3 separate regions of the Mus musculus genome follow, and all the other regions are linked to region 2. A link is a contact called in public HiCAR-type data. All regions are on one chromosome and are shown on one strand. Each heading gives the region's core, a stretch centred on a gene start, on an enhancer-like site or on the middle of the called end of the contact. The rest is flanking DNA. Distances are from core to core; before and after follow the strand shown. Region 1 overlaps Man1a (mannosidase 1, alpha). Region 2 holds the start of Tbc1d32 (TBC1 domain family, member 32). Region 3 holds the start of Gcc2 (GRIP and coiled-coil domain containing 2).

Region 1 (3,931 bases), core at 1,102-3,601, 2.2 Mb before region 2:
ATAAGCATCAAAGCAGCATCTTTTCATTACGTTTAAGTAACATCACTACAGTCTCGCTGAGTTTTGGCTCAGTGTTTTAAAAACTTCAAAAGTTAAACCCTAGCAAGTAAAACATTAATCTCTTTACTCTAGCCTCACAGATAGGATCAGACAAGGCTGTAAGCAAGATGTATTGCTTTCCTTGTCTTTCTAGTTTACAGTTCCCTGAAGAACTGTACAAGAGTAATATATACCCCAGAGCGAAGAGTAAGAGAAGAAGAAACGAATAAGAACCGAAGGCCGTGGAAGAGAACACTTTCACCCCAACATGCTGTAGTCTGAAATGCACACCTGATAGCAAAGCCTTTCTTAGAATTCTCCCACTGAAAACTTCTCTGTCAAGAGATCAAACACTAGTTCTCCATTAGGCTAAACAGAGTTTATCTATTATTCATTTTTACTATGTACAGCCATCAGTGAAAGGTGTCATCGTATCTATGATAAATATCTTGCAGAAAATAAGTGAACTGATACATCATTAAATCAAGTGATTAACTTGCACATAAAATGAGCCAAATTCAGTCACTACACCAACATGCACTACCAAGACACTCAAGTTTTGTTTTTGTTTTTGTTTTTTTAATTTAGGGTTACATTTTGAAAGGTTTAAATATTACAATCAAGGTACATAGGAGAGCTAATTCAGCCGAACTTAAATCTCAGTGTCATCAGACGTCATTGACTCCCCCCACTCCCATAAAGGCAAAGACCTTCTATTCAGCTTACATGCTGGTTTGCTCACACCAATATCAGCATGAAGCAGCTCCTGACATCTCTGACTGATACCATTTTTTGGCTTTTAGATCTGTATGTATGGTGTGCATGTGCATATGCATGTTCACATGTGTGTCTGTGCACATGTGGGTGGGTGTGGGTGTGCATATGCATGTGGTGTCTCTATTTTTATTGTTCTTTTTTAAAAAGGGGTGTGTGTGTGTATTTGTGTGTGTGCAGGTACCTGAGCATGTGTATCAGGCCATGTATGAGTGTGGAGATCAGATCACAGCTTGTGGCAGTGAGTTCTTCTCTTCGACCTTGCAGGTTTCAGAGATCAAACTCAGAAATTCCAGCTTGATGGCACAGGCCCTTACCTGGTAATGTAGCCAATGCTGTGCCTCAATTTATTCATGTGGCGAGGTCTTAACAATTCAGATAGTATAGCTTGTCATCTTGTCTGGGAATCCCCTATATTTCCTCATGGGATATGAAATAACAAGGAGGCCACCACACCTGCCTAGGTTTTATGTGGATGCTGGAGCACTGAACGCCAGGCTACACTTGCATGGTATACTTTCCCTGCAAATGGCTTATCTACTGAGTCACCTCCCAGGCCCTCATGTAACTATTTTGACCCAGAGGGACAATACCACATGTGTCCTACCATATGTTTCTCATTCTGTGTCTTTCTTTTAGTTGATCAAAACCTAAAGCTGGAAGATTTTTTTTTTAAACTAAAGGCTTAAGTGTATTTATTGAACTATACTATGATTCCATTTAAAAGTCATAACTGCCTTTGTCAACTTTTCTGTTATGCTTCCCTGTCGTTTTCCTATGCAACAATTCAACTTTTAGCCCTAGAATAATTCGGTAAAGAGAGTGTTGTTTATTATCATGGGAAATTAAAGAATTAATATACTTCAACTTTTCATACAAATGGTGTGTATGCTATTCTACCCATTAGCATGGGTCACAGCCAAAGAGAATCCATTAGAATCCCCTACACTTCCTGTTTGTTATGTTTGAAAGTACAAAGTTTTTAAGTGAAATAAGAAACCTCAGGTTTTAATTTAAAAATACAAATACAGATGTGTTAGTGAATAGGCACTTTAGGTTTGCCCACGTTCAGCTTTCTTTAGTACTAGGGATCAAGTTCACGGCATTGTGCATGCTAGGCAAATACTCTACCAGCGAGTTACTTCCTTAACCTGATCTAGAAAAAGAAATTTTCATAAAATATTTAATAGCTAGTGAAATTTTTAAAAAAGAAGTTGCTTTTATACTTTGCTGTAGTCAAAATGAATAAATGTTGATAAATGAACAAAATTGCATTTGATATTGATTTTTTTCTTCCTGAGAGAGGATGGTTTCATTGCCTAGCACTTAAATAGGGAGAATTTAGAGTCAGGGGGCAAGGTGAAAAAGAGGTGAATTATCAGTGAGGATTCTCGATTCTGTTCAAGGGTGGGCAAGCTTCCACTGAACCACATGGGTGCCCCCCCCCCTGTTGCCTCCTGGAACGAGTCCTGTGGGTGCTCTGAGTGCCTTGTGTCAAGGTTGCCTGGTAACAGACATGCTGAACTGGGAATCAGACACTCTGGGCTGTAGTTCAGAATTAGCTAGTCCCCATTCAATCATCGTGAAGAGGGCCAGCTTGCTGCTTTTCTCTTGTTTGTTGTAAAATGAGGACAGTGGAGAAGAACTTGTGAGGTTTGTTGTTGTTGTTGTTGGTTTGTTGTTGTTGTTGTTGCTGCTGCTGCTGCATAGAACATGGCTTTGAGCTACAGTAAGCACACACCCTTGACTACTGATGTATTGAGGACTATTAAGAGAGATAGTATAAAAAGAAAACAAGATCCTTCATTCTATTAAATTCACAAGCAGGGAGGTAAGCCTGATGATGACTTAAACAAAATCCTGTAAGCATCACACACACACAAACACAGCATAAGACATAATGCAAGCCCAAATAGAGGACAAGAATAATGGAAATGGTGCAGAGTTTACTGTGAAAACGAAAGAGGTCTTTGGATGTATATGTGTGTGTGCGCGTGTGTGTGTATACATATATATATTTATATATTCAATATATTCATATATATTCAATATATGTATTCAATATATATATATTGAATATATTGAATATATTATATATATATATATATATATATATATATATATATATATATATATATATAATCATGGAGACGTGGAATTTAGTGCATGGGCAGCTGCACCATCCACCATGGGTTGGATAAGTACTTGCTTGCACACATTTTTGGGTTTATGTGGAGGACATGCGATAGGGCAGCAGTGGAGGGGAAGCACACACAGTTCATTATAGTATGGAACATACAGAGAATATGAGTCAGAAAGGAATAGATTAAGTAAAACAAGTCAAGGTCCTTTAATCAAGATAGAGAAGTCAATGGGTGGTTAAAGGAAGATGTTAGGTGTGTTGGAAGTTCCCTTTCTACCGCAGGGCCTCCTAATTATAGCGAGTAGATGTCTGGTTCATTGATGTTGAGAGCGGTCAATGAGAAAGGAAGCTGCTGTCCTAACTAGCTATGGGCCTTACCTGAGTCAAACACACAGATGGAAATACCAAGAAAACTCTTGGCTTTCTGATAGAAGTGAAATCCTGAGAAATAAATGAGCTCATTTATTTAGTGTATGTGTGTTTGTGTGTGTGATATGTGTTTATTGGTATGCACGGTGGGCTCACTGCTTCCTCCTTTATGTGGGTTGTGAAGATTAAACTCAGGTTTTCAGAATGTGTGGCAAGAGCCTTTACCCTCTGATTCACCTCACTGGCCCCAATTAGGGTCCTTTATAAAGAAGCATTTACTTAAAAGTAGACCTAGAGGGAAGCCATATGATGAATGTAAATGTCCTTCAAATTCATATTCAATATAGAACCTGCAAATGCATAGAAAAGGCAAAAGGACTATGGAGGTTTTAGTACTTCTGTGTGAACTTTACATTGCATTATTCGAGACTTTCTTCTCCCCCAAATCTTTTCAAGAGCAATAAATAATAAGCAATAAAAAGAACAATAAACATTGGCACTAGAAGCAAAGTCATTATGCAGCACCTAAAGATGGGTTGTCAAGTTGCTCATTCCATCTCTATTGAGGTTTCAAAGATGGGCCAATCACCAACATGGTTTGGGAAA
Region 2 (3,945 bases), core at 1,440-3,939:
TCTACTTATAAAATTGCTAATATCCCATAAACTCAGTATCCATATAAGCTTTTGATAAAGGGAATGATAAAAGGCAGATGTAATTGCAGATTTTATAAATATTAAGGTAAGAGAATACTAAGGGAAATCTTTATGTACATTAGTTTCATAATCTAAATAAAATTGAAAAAATCCCAAAATATAATACTAAAGCTCCTGAGTTACTATTTTTAAAGCACGATGTGCCAGGTGGAGTGTTATGCACCTGTCCCAGCACATAATTTATTGTTTTAGTGAAAGCAAGAAAAACAATACAGAGTGGTGGGCTTCTAAAAGCGACCACTGTGTGTCTTGGAATTTATGGATGGACATTGCTATCAGATGGACTAGGATACAAAATAACGATGCACAAGTCAGTAGTAGTATATATTATATACTATATGAACCTATAATCAAGATCAAGTACCATTAAGCAATAGTAGCTAGAAACAGATAGTGATTATTTCTGGGGAGGAAGGGACAGCTAACGAAGGAGTTGGAGCTGACCTCTGAGACAGGTGGGAATGTTGCAAGTGTTGGAGCTGAGTAGAGACCACCCATCTGCACCAACCCATGCTAAGGCGCTGTTCAGCCAAACTCCCAATAGTTGTGTGTTTTGTGAACTCCTCAGTAATGTGTCTTTTTTTTTCATTCTCTTGCTTCTGAGATTTAAATCAGTGGATTAAAGAAGACTGTCATATTGCTGAATGAAATACAAAGGAAAAATGACAGAACATACTATTTTTACAACTAATATGGCACACTTCCTATGTTGGAAGTAAATGATAAGGATGCACAGAAAAGGAGTCCATCTGCATAAACCGTGAGATATGACCTGGTGATAAACATCTAGCAGCCTAACAATGGGGTTACTTACATATGGGGATGCCATGGACATTGGTGACAGTCTTGCCAAAGAGACACTAATGTTTTTAATATTTTCATTTGTTTCAAGAAGAATCTACTGATTTGTACCAGGGTCTTAGTAAAGAATGGACATAATCTTTAACTTCAAAATGCTTCTGGGAGTTTGAGGCCAGCCTTGTCTACATAGTAAGTTTCAGGCCAATCAAAGCTACATAGTGAGATTCTGTCATTAAAAACAAACAAATGGATATGTAATAAATCCACTTTTGTTTGAGAAGGTGCCAAATTGTCTATATTGTGCTTTTAAAATAATGAACCTATAACCAAAAGAAAACAAAACAACAACAAAACTGACACAAATATGTCTAAATAAAAGAGTATCATCCGATCATTCTTATCAGCATCAATTTTATATGGGAATAAGCAAAAACAACGGAAACCATAAGCATAATCATAAATTTAAAAAATCAAGCTGGGCCATGGTGATACATGCTCCCACCACTTGGGATACTTAAGTTCAATAGTCATTTCCAGGTTATCCTGGGCTTGCCGGGCAACATAGCATGCAGGTCTCAAAAATCCTGACTTATTAAATTAGAAACCCTACAGTGACTCTTTGCACATCTTTTTAAATTCCCTTGAGAATCTGAGCAAATTATAAAGAACACCACCATAAAACGGCAAGTAAAACATAACCTTTTACAGAGAACATTAAAGGACTGAAGGGTCCCTTAATGCCCATTTCTAGAAACTGAACTTCGAGATATCCAAAAGTCAATAAAAAGCAACAGAAACTGCCTCCTATCAGGCATGAGGCTTGGGTTCCATTCCCAGCACCTGAATGACCAAGTCAAAAGCAACATCACAGGAAAAGTATCTGTGAGAGACAAACACTGGATTGTAAAAGGCTACAACTAATCGTGCGTGCGCCTGGAGGAAGACCTTGAAGCTGAGAGGCCTAATTCACTACATGAACAAACTCCAAAGAAACGCGTTGAGCCCTAAGGATCTTTAAGTTTAAGGAGCAGTTTGATTATAAAAAGGTCCTTCAGTTTGCACCGAACACTTCCTCTCTCCATGCTCCTCAAAGCTGGACAACCTGCTCCCTTTCAGTAGGTCTAGGACATTTGTATAGGCGCCCTACCCCTACACAGGCACCCAGACCTGCCTCAGTGTGGGAGGCCCTTCCAGTGTTGAGTGGCTTCTTACAACAGGCAGTGAAAGTAACAGACCAACAAAACCACAAATAAGGACCTGGGGGCGGGGAGGGGTAGGAGGTGGGGGTCACTACTTTTAGATAATGTGAAAGGAATTCCCTTAAATGTTAAGATTGTTCTTTAAAGAACAGAATAATTTACAATTGATGTTCTTAAGCTGCTGTGACAGAAGAGAACACAGAGGCAGATGAGGCTCTACAAAAATCACTTTGGAAAAAGAGGATAAATTCAGCACAGGGACAATTGAGAGAAAAAAAACTGAAGCAACAATCAGCTATTTTAGCAAAAAAATACCAAATAAATCTCTATCCAAATCATTTTCAGCTTTCCTGGACCAATGGTTTGTTTGCTTAAAAACTTATAAACTCGATTTTACTTGTGAAAATTTTCGTCAGTCTCCTCCAGCCGCAAGAGGATCTCCTCTGCGCACTCCAAGGAGGGAGCTCCGGTGATTTTCTCCTTCACGCTCTGGAACAGCTGCCGGAGCATCGCCTGCAGCATCACCTCATCCTCGCTGGAGAAATGGGCCATGCCTTGCAGCAGTCAAATCTCCGCAACCACCGCGGGGTCGCCACCAACAAAGCGCACTGCGCACGCGCGACCCAGCCCAATCGCCGCCGACGCTCAGCGTCGTTCCCTAGGAAACCACAGCGCGAGTCCAAGGGCGGGGCCGCGGTTGAGTGGCGATGTGCTGGAAGACTGGGCTGTAGGTTTAGAGACCACCGAGAACTTGCTGAGGCTAACGTTGGATGATTGACGTTCCTTGGTACCGGCAGAGCTCAAGCCTCCCCCGACCGGAACAACAAACACCTCAGGATCTGCTGGGAGGGCCTAACGGGAAACGCCTCGGCTGCGCCTGACGTCAGCTCGCTGACGCGCCCAGGGGAGGGGTTAATCCCGGAGGAGAGTGGAACTGATCCTGACCTTGATCTGCAGGAAGTAGGAAGGGGACGAAAGAGAAGAGGCCTTTAGTAAAAGCAGGGCAAAGGAAGCCAAACTGAAATATCAACTGGGGATTGGGTGGTATTGAAATGTGGAAAAACCAGGTTCATACAGCAACCGTAACAACTGTTGCCTGCCAATGAGGATAGCACGCTGTAACAGAAAAGAAACTTAACAATTCATTACAGGGTAGTTATGTATTTTACTAAGGAAATGCCACATGACAGACTGGAAGTAGCCCTTGAACACTCATCCCTAGCAAAAAGAGCTATGGATAACTGCCTTCTGGGATCTAAAGAGTCATTGGTCTCTAAGGATGTGGCCATGCTCCAGAGGATGGCCCAACATCCAAAAGGATATAGGCAGCAAAAGTCAGTTCTGTGTTTTGTTTAGGGAGTTTGGATTGGTAGTTAAGAGCACTGGCTGCTTTTTCTGAGGACCCAGGTTCAATTTCCAGCACCAACATGGTGACTCACAACCTTCTGTAAGTCCAGTTCCATGAGATCTGATGCCCTCTTCTGACCTCTGTGGCACTACTCATCTGTGGTTCACAGACATACGGGCATGCAAACACTATACACATAAAATAATTTTTAAGATCAACGTTTTAAAAAGAAGGGAGTGTGGAAGTGGAAGAGTACATGTGAGTATGATCTAATACATTGTACAAATATGAAATTCAAAAACAAATCCAAAAATGCATTTCTTTAAAAGAAAAAAAAGGTGGTGTTACTTGTGGAAACATAAGATTTTTTTTTATAAATCAGTAAGAAGTTTAAAAAGAAACAACATATATAGTATGGGAGCTTACAAATGCACAATATTCAGATGCCAATAGTTACTGATGCCAAACAACTGATGAATGGTTTGACGTCAATAAACTTCCCAAATCCAGCTGTAT
Region 3 (4,351 bases), core at 1,657-4,156, 2.0 Mb after region 2:
CCAAAGGTGATAAGATATAACACCAGGTGTTATTCTCTCAATGCACTTGTATTTGCTTAAGGTAACTATAAATGTTACCTCATGTCTTGCTTGCTTTTTTGAAAAGTGCTTTGTTTTAATTACTCTTAAACCTGGAGTCCCCTGGACATCCCATATAAATCTTTTCACATAACCTTCAATATGCAAAGACTTAGTCTCTCTGACCAGGGTAGGTTAGCAATAATTACATTTCTCCCTTTTCATTTCTCCCTCAAAACCCTTCTAATATAACCTTCTTTGCTCTCCATCAAATTCATGGATTTTTTCATAAGTTGTTATTGCATGCATATATGTACAAAATACATATATATTCCAAAATATAGCCTCTTTAGTTCATGTTACTTGTATTATGTTTTCAGGACTATTTGGTACTGGACAACCAACTCATGTACCCTTCCTTGGGAAGGACCACCTCTCTGATTCCCAGCTCTCCTCAGATACCTGTAGTTCTTTATGTGGAGTGGAGGCCTAATGCTCTCTTCTCTTCCCACTTTGCCATGTCCACCGATGTCATCCTTGTTCATTCTTGGGCAGTCATGTTGGTGAGATTACATTCTGGCATTACTAGGAGACAGAATCTCACACCATACTTCCTGATTCTCTGCCTCTCAAAATCTTTCCACCCCTTCCTCCTCAATTTTCTCTGAGCCTGAGGTGTGGGAGTATTTTGTAGCCAGATCCCTTGGGACTGAGCTCCATACTCTGAATACTGATAGACTGTGGGTTTCTTAGTGGCTCCACCTGTTGCAAAGAAAAGTTTCCTTGATGAGGGGTAAAGACTATACTCATCTGAGGGTACAAGTATTTATATTGCTGGGGGTTATGCTGGCTTAGTAAATTAATGGTTGTAGACTCTCCTCCAACAACCACAACTTAAGTAGCACTGAGTAGTTAGGTTGGTTTCCATGAGGCATGGCTTCCCTCTTGTTGAGCAGGTCTTAAGTCAAATTAGTCCAATGAAGTCCAAGGCATACTTGTCATACTGAACTCTGATTACCAGGCTGTGCTGGTGGATGTGGTTCAAAGGTGGCATAGCCGGAAAGGACTGTTGTTCCCTTCTCTGGAAGCTTACATGGTGCCTTCAGGTACCAAGAAACCTAGTCCTCAGGGAGCTTATATTCAAATCGGTGCTAGCTCAGGGTACTGAAGCTGTTCTTATTTCAAGGGGTAAACAATTGTACTCTCTTTTGGGAATAGTTTACTCTTCAGCTCTTTTCAAGAACCTAATGCTTTTTACCTTGGGCTATTTTGCTGTTCTCCTTTCTCTGAATACAAAGTTAGGAGACCAGCATGATACAAATCATGATGTTTCAGTCAGAGGGCAATTTAAGATTTAAAAAAAAAATGTATCTACAGGAAAATCCCACCTCTAGACCCAGCTTCTCACTGAATTTAAATAGTGCAAGAAACCTGACGAACAGAAGGAATTTGGTCCACCACTGTAAAACTGAAAAAAATAACTGTTCCTGAAGGATCAGAGAAATAAGAGAGAAGGCACACAGCCGCTTGCTGGGCTGTGTATTGGGACTGAGGACTGACAGGGGGTAATGATTTTCTCCCCTCACGGTATTACCAGGGAATTTGATGTCTTTATATTTTGTAAAGGTCATGCCATATGACTTCCAGAAGCCATGATCAAAACCAACAAAAACACCTGGCTTTTCCCATACGGAACTTGGAAAACGCTCTGGCTCTACTTGGGGGTGAGGGCCCAACTGCTTGAAGGCCTATACCTGCAATTAGTGTATGTCTACACCTGGAAGTAGACAACCTGAAAAACCTGCTGAAAAACACCCTCTCACCTATGAAAATACAACATGTTAATTAATATTCGCCACCAGCGGCCACTTGCTCTGTCCTCTAGTTTATGTTTAGGCCAGGCTTAACTATAGAAAAATATCAGGCATTATTTTAGGGTCTAGGTCAGTCTAAACGTGTTCTATTAGACAATAACAACGAAAATCTATATTGTAGTATCTTCCTTCTCTAGAGTCCTCTGGGGTTTGGATTGGTTTTATCTTCCTTATCTTGCCTTCATCCCCTTGTGAGCAACTACAAGGAAAAAGAAGGCCTGCAGGACTCTTGACAGAACCTGGAATCTCTTTACCCTGTCTTCTCTCATTCGTAACCACAAGGGAGGGCCCTCATCAGACTAGTCACGTGTACCTTCCCACACTGTGACCTCGATGGGTTCTTTGAAGTGAATGCTGGAATTCAGTCTGAGTTATCCTTTTTTATGCAACCAGGGTTACCAGTCTGTGGAATGCTGCCACCCACAGTTACTGGGGGTCTCCATAGCTCAAGTAATCTAATCTAGATAAATTTCACATACATGTCTAGAGGCTCTCTCCTAGATGATTCTAGATCCTTTCAAGTTGACAATATAAACAACACGAGAAGCACCTCAGCCGGCAAATTAATATTTAGCAATACAGAGACAGCATGCCAGCATTTTGAAACTCCTGAGAAAGTAACGGATTCAGTAATTTATTCCTTATTACTACTCACAGAGGAACCTATTTTGAACATGACAGAATTAAAGTCACCTATAAAACTATTTGTTTCACATATGCCTGCTAGTCGGGATAGTTATATTTGTAAAGCACATCTTTAAAAATTAGAAAACGAAGTGATCAAAGGAACGTGTGCTCAAACCTGTCACCTGGCACAGGGTAGTAGTGCAGGGCGACTCAGCGCGTTCCGGCACCGGCCAGGGGACCTGCGCAAAGACGACTTCCTCCCGGACACCAAGGAGGAAGCGGAAGTGCCAGCTCTGCGTAGCCTTGGAGACGCGGGGAGGCGTAGTCGCCTCGTAACGAGACCTTTGACCCGCGCTCGGCAGCCTCGGAGGCGGAGCAGCCGAGACTCCTGAAGAGGCGGTGGAGGCAGCCGCGGGTCGCAGCCGCGATGGAGGTAACGGTGGGCGTCGCGCCGCCCCGCTGGCCCGCTGTGCCGCTCGAGGGGTGGGAGGGCATGGGAGCACCCTGTCCCCGCCCTCGCGCCCAGACCCCCGCCGCGGCGCTTGGCATTGAACCTGGTGCTGGCTCCGGCCGTGGCGACGGCCCAGCTCCGGTCCCTACCGCCTAAAGGGGTCCTCCTCTGCACAGATTTGTTTGGCCGCGCCTTGTACCTGGAATTGGGATGAGCTCTTTTTATGGTTTGTTTTACAGGATTCTGCTCCAGATGCCGTAGCTGCAGCACCCTCCGGGACCCCGAAATCCAAGGTGAGGAGAGCACTCAGCCGCCTGGTTCCCTGTAGCGCATAAGGTTAATGAATCGGAAAACTTTGGCATGGGGAGAATTATTTAAAAAAAAAAAAAAAAAAAAAAAAGAACTAACCTTTCCTCAGGGAGTTTCATTTTAATTTACTTACAGATTTCCTGTTCTTTTTTAAATTTCCTGATGTGCGAGCAGTTTGTTTACTTCCTGCTCCTTGTTAGCACGATGCTGTATTTCAAACATTTAGCTAGTCTGTTTAATGAAAGTTTACACAGTGACACGAAGCCGAGGGGATTAGATAAGAGGCAGGAAGAAGCAAGGAACTATATCCTGTTGGCTCCAGCTCCAGAGTTGAGGGTGGAATAAGGTTGTTCTTACAGCACTGTGCAATGTTTTATGCTAAGTGATTCAGAAAGGTAGGGGCACAATTTATTACCAAAATGTAGTGTTTGAAGACTGATTTCTAGGCATTTGCTGAAGTAACAGATTCTTTCAGGTAAGCTTCCTGAAATACGTATCTTCCCTATTCTCATTCTGCAGATGAGGAAACGTTGTGCACAAAGATTAAGTAATTTTCAGTTAGTAAACCCTAATATTTTAGTTGAAGTCTAAATGTGACCCGATTCACCTGTGAATGTAGTTATGTTGTTAGCTTCCAACAGAATGAGTTCTACAGCTCGAGAAATCTTGAGTTCCAAGCCCTTCTTGTACAGCTAGAGAACTCAGTGTTCTCTGTAAGAGTTTTGTGCTGGGGTTTTGGTTTGATTTTCCATTCACCTAATTACTTTTAGTTATTGAAGTTACGTTTCTCAATTTAAAAAATGTGACTGGCTCAACTGTTTAGAGTGTCTCTCTTTGGTTTTCGGCAGACACTGTGTTTCTTTTGGTGGCCGTACTAAAAGCATGGGTTTTAAAACTCAATAATACGACTCCATCTTTCAGCTAGAAACGTTGCCCAGAGAAGATCTCATCAAGTTTGCCAAGAAGCAAATGATGCTCCTGCAGAAAGCCAAAGCAAGGTGTACAGGTACTGGGTTTAAATCAGAGCTTTTCAGTAGACCACCATGCCTAGCCCTGCAGTTGCCTTTGAATA

Evidence for each region. HiCAR-type assays count read pairs that join an accessible place to other places.
Region 1: a HiCAR-type map of astrocytes shows a contact between it and region 2, with 5 times the contacts expected there. The contact joins the enhancer-like site here to the promoter of Tbc1d32 in region 2. A contact is called at or near these places in 3 of 39 promoter capture datasets (embryonic stem cells, hippocampal neurons and liver) and 2 of 115 datasets of contacts at active chromatin or transcription factors (astrocytes and large pre-B cells).
Region 3: a contact with region 2 is called in a HiCAR-type map of astrocytes, with 4 times the contacts expected there. The contact joins the promoter of Gcc2 here to the promoter of Tbc1d32 in region 2. A contact is called at or near these places in 2 of 39 promoter capture datasets (hippocampal neurons and liver) and 1 of 115 datasets of contacts at active chromatin or transcription factors (astrocytes).

The regions. Positions count from the first base shown.
Region 1 is chr10:53,981,945-53,985,875 of GRCm38.p6, forward strand. The region is part of intron 5 of Man1a (mannosidase 1, alpha); the gene reads right to left. Among named protein-coding and RNA genes, the nearest start is that of Man1a, 92 kb to the right of the region's middle. Within about 2 kb of position 2,352, at least 20 of the 459 cell types and tissues checked have an H3K27ac peak or open chromatin away from gene starts, as enhancers often do. A contact at or near this core is called in astrocytes, where this site is marked.
Region 2 is chr10:56,226,000-56,229,944 of GRCm38.p6, forward strand. It overlaps Tbc1d32 (TBC1 domain family, member 32), which reads right to left and starts at 2,690. Exons shown (of 33, transcript NM_001033385.3): 1 at 2,479-2,690. The coding sequence starts at 2,633.
Region 3 is chr10:58,252,620-58,256,970 of GRCm38.p6, forward strand. Gcc2 (GRIP and coiled-coil domain containing 2) reads left to right here and starts at 2,907. Exons shown (of 23, transcript NM_027375.2): 1 at 2,907-2,952; 2 at 3,210-3,263; 3 at 4,201-4,285. The coding sequence starts at 2,947. It also overlaps Gm9919.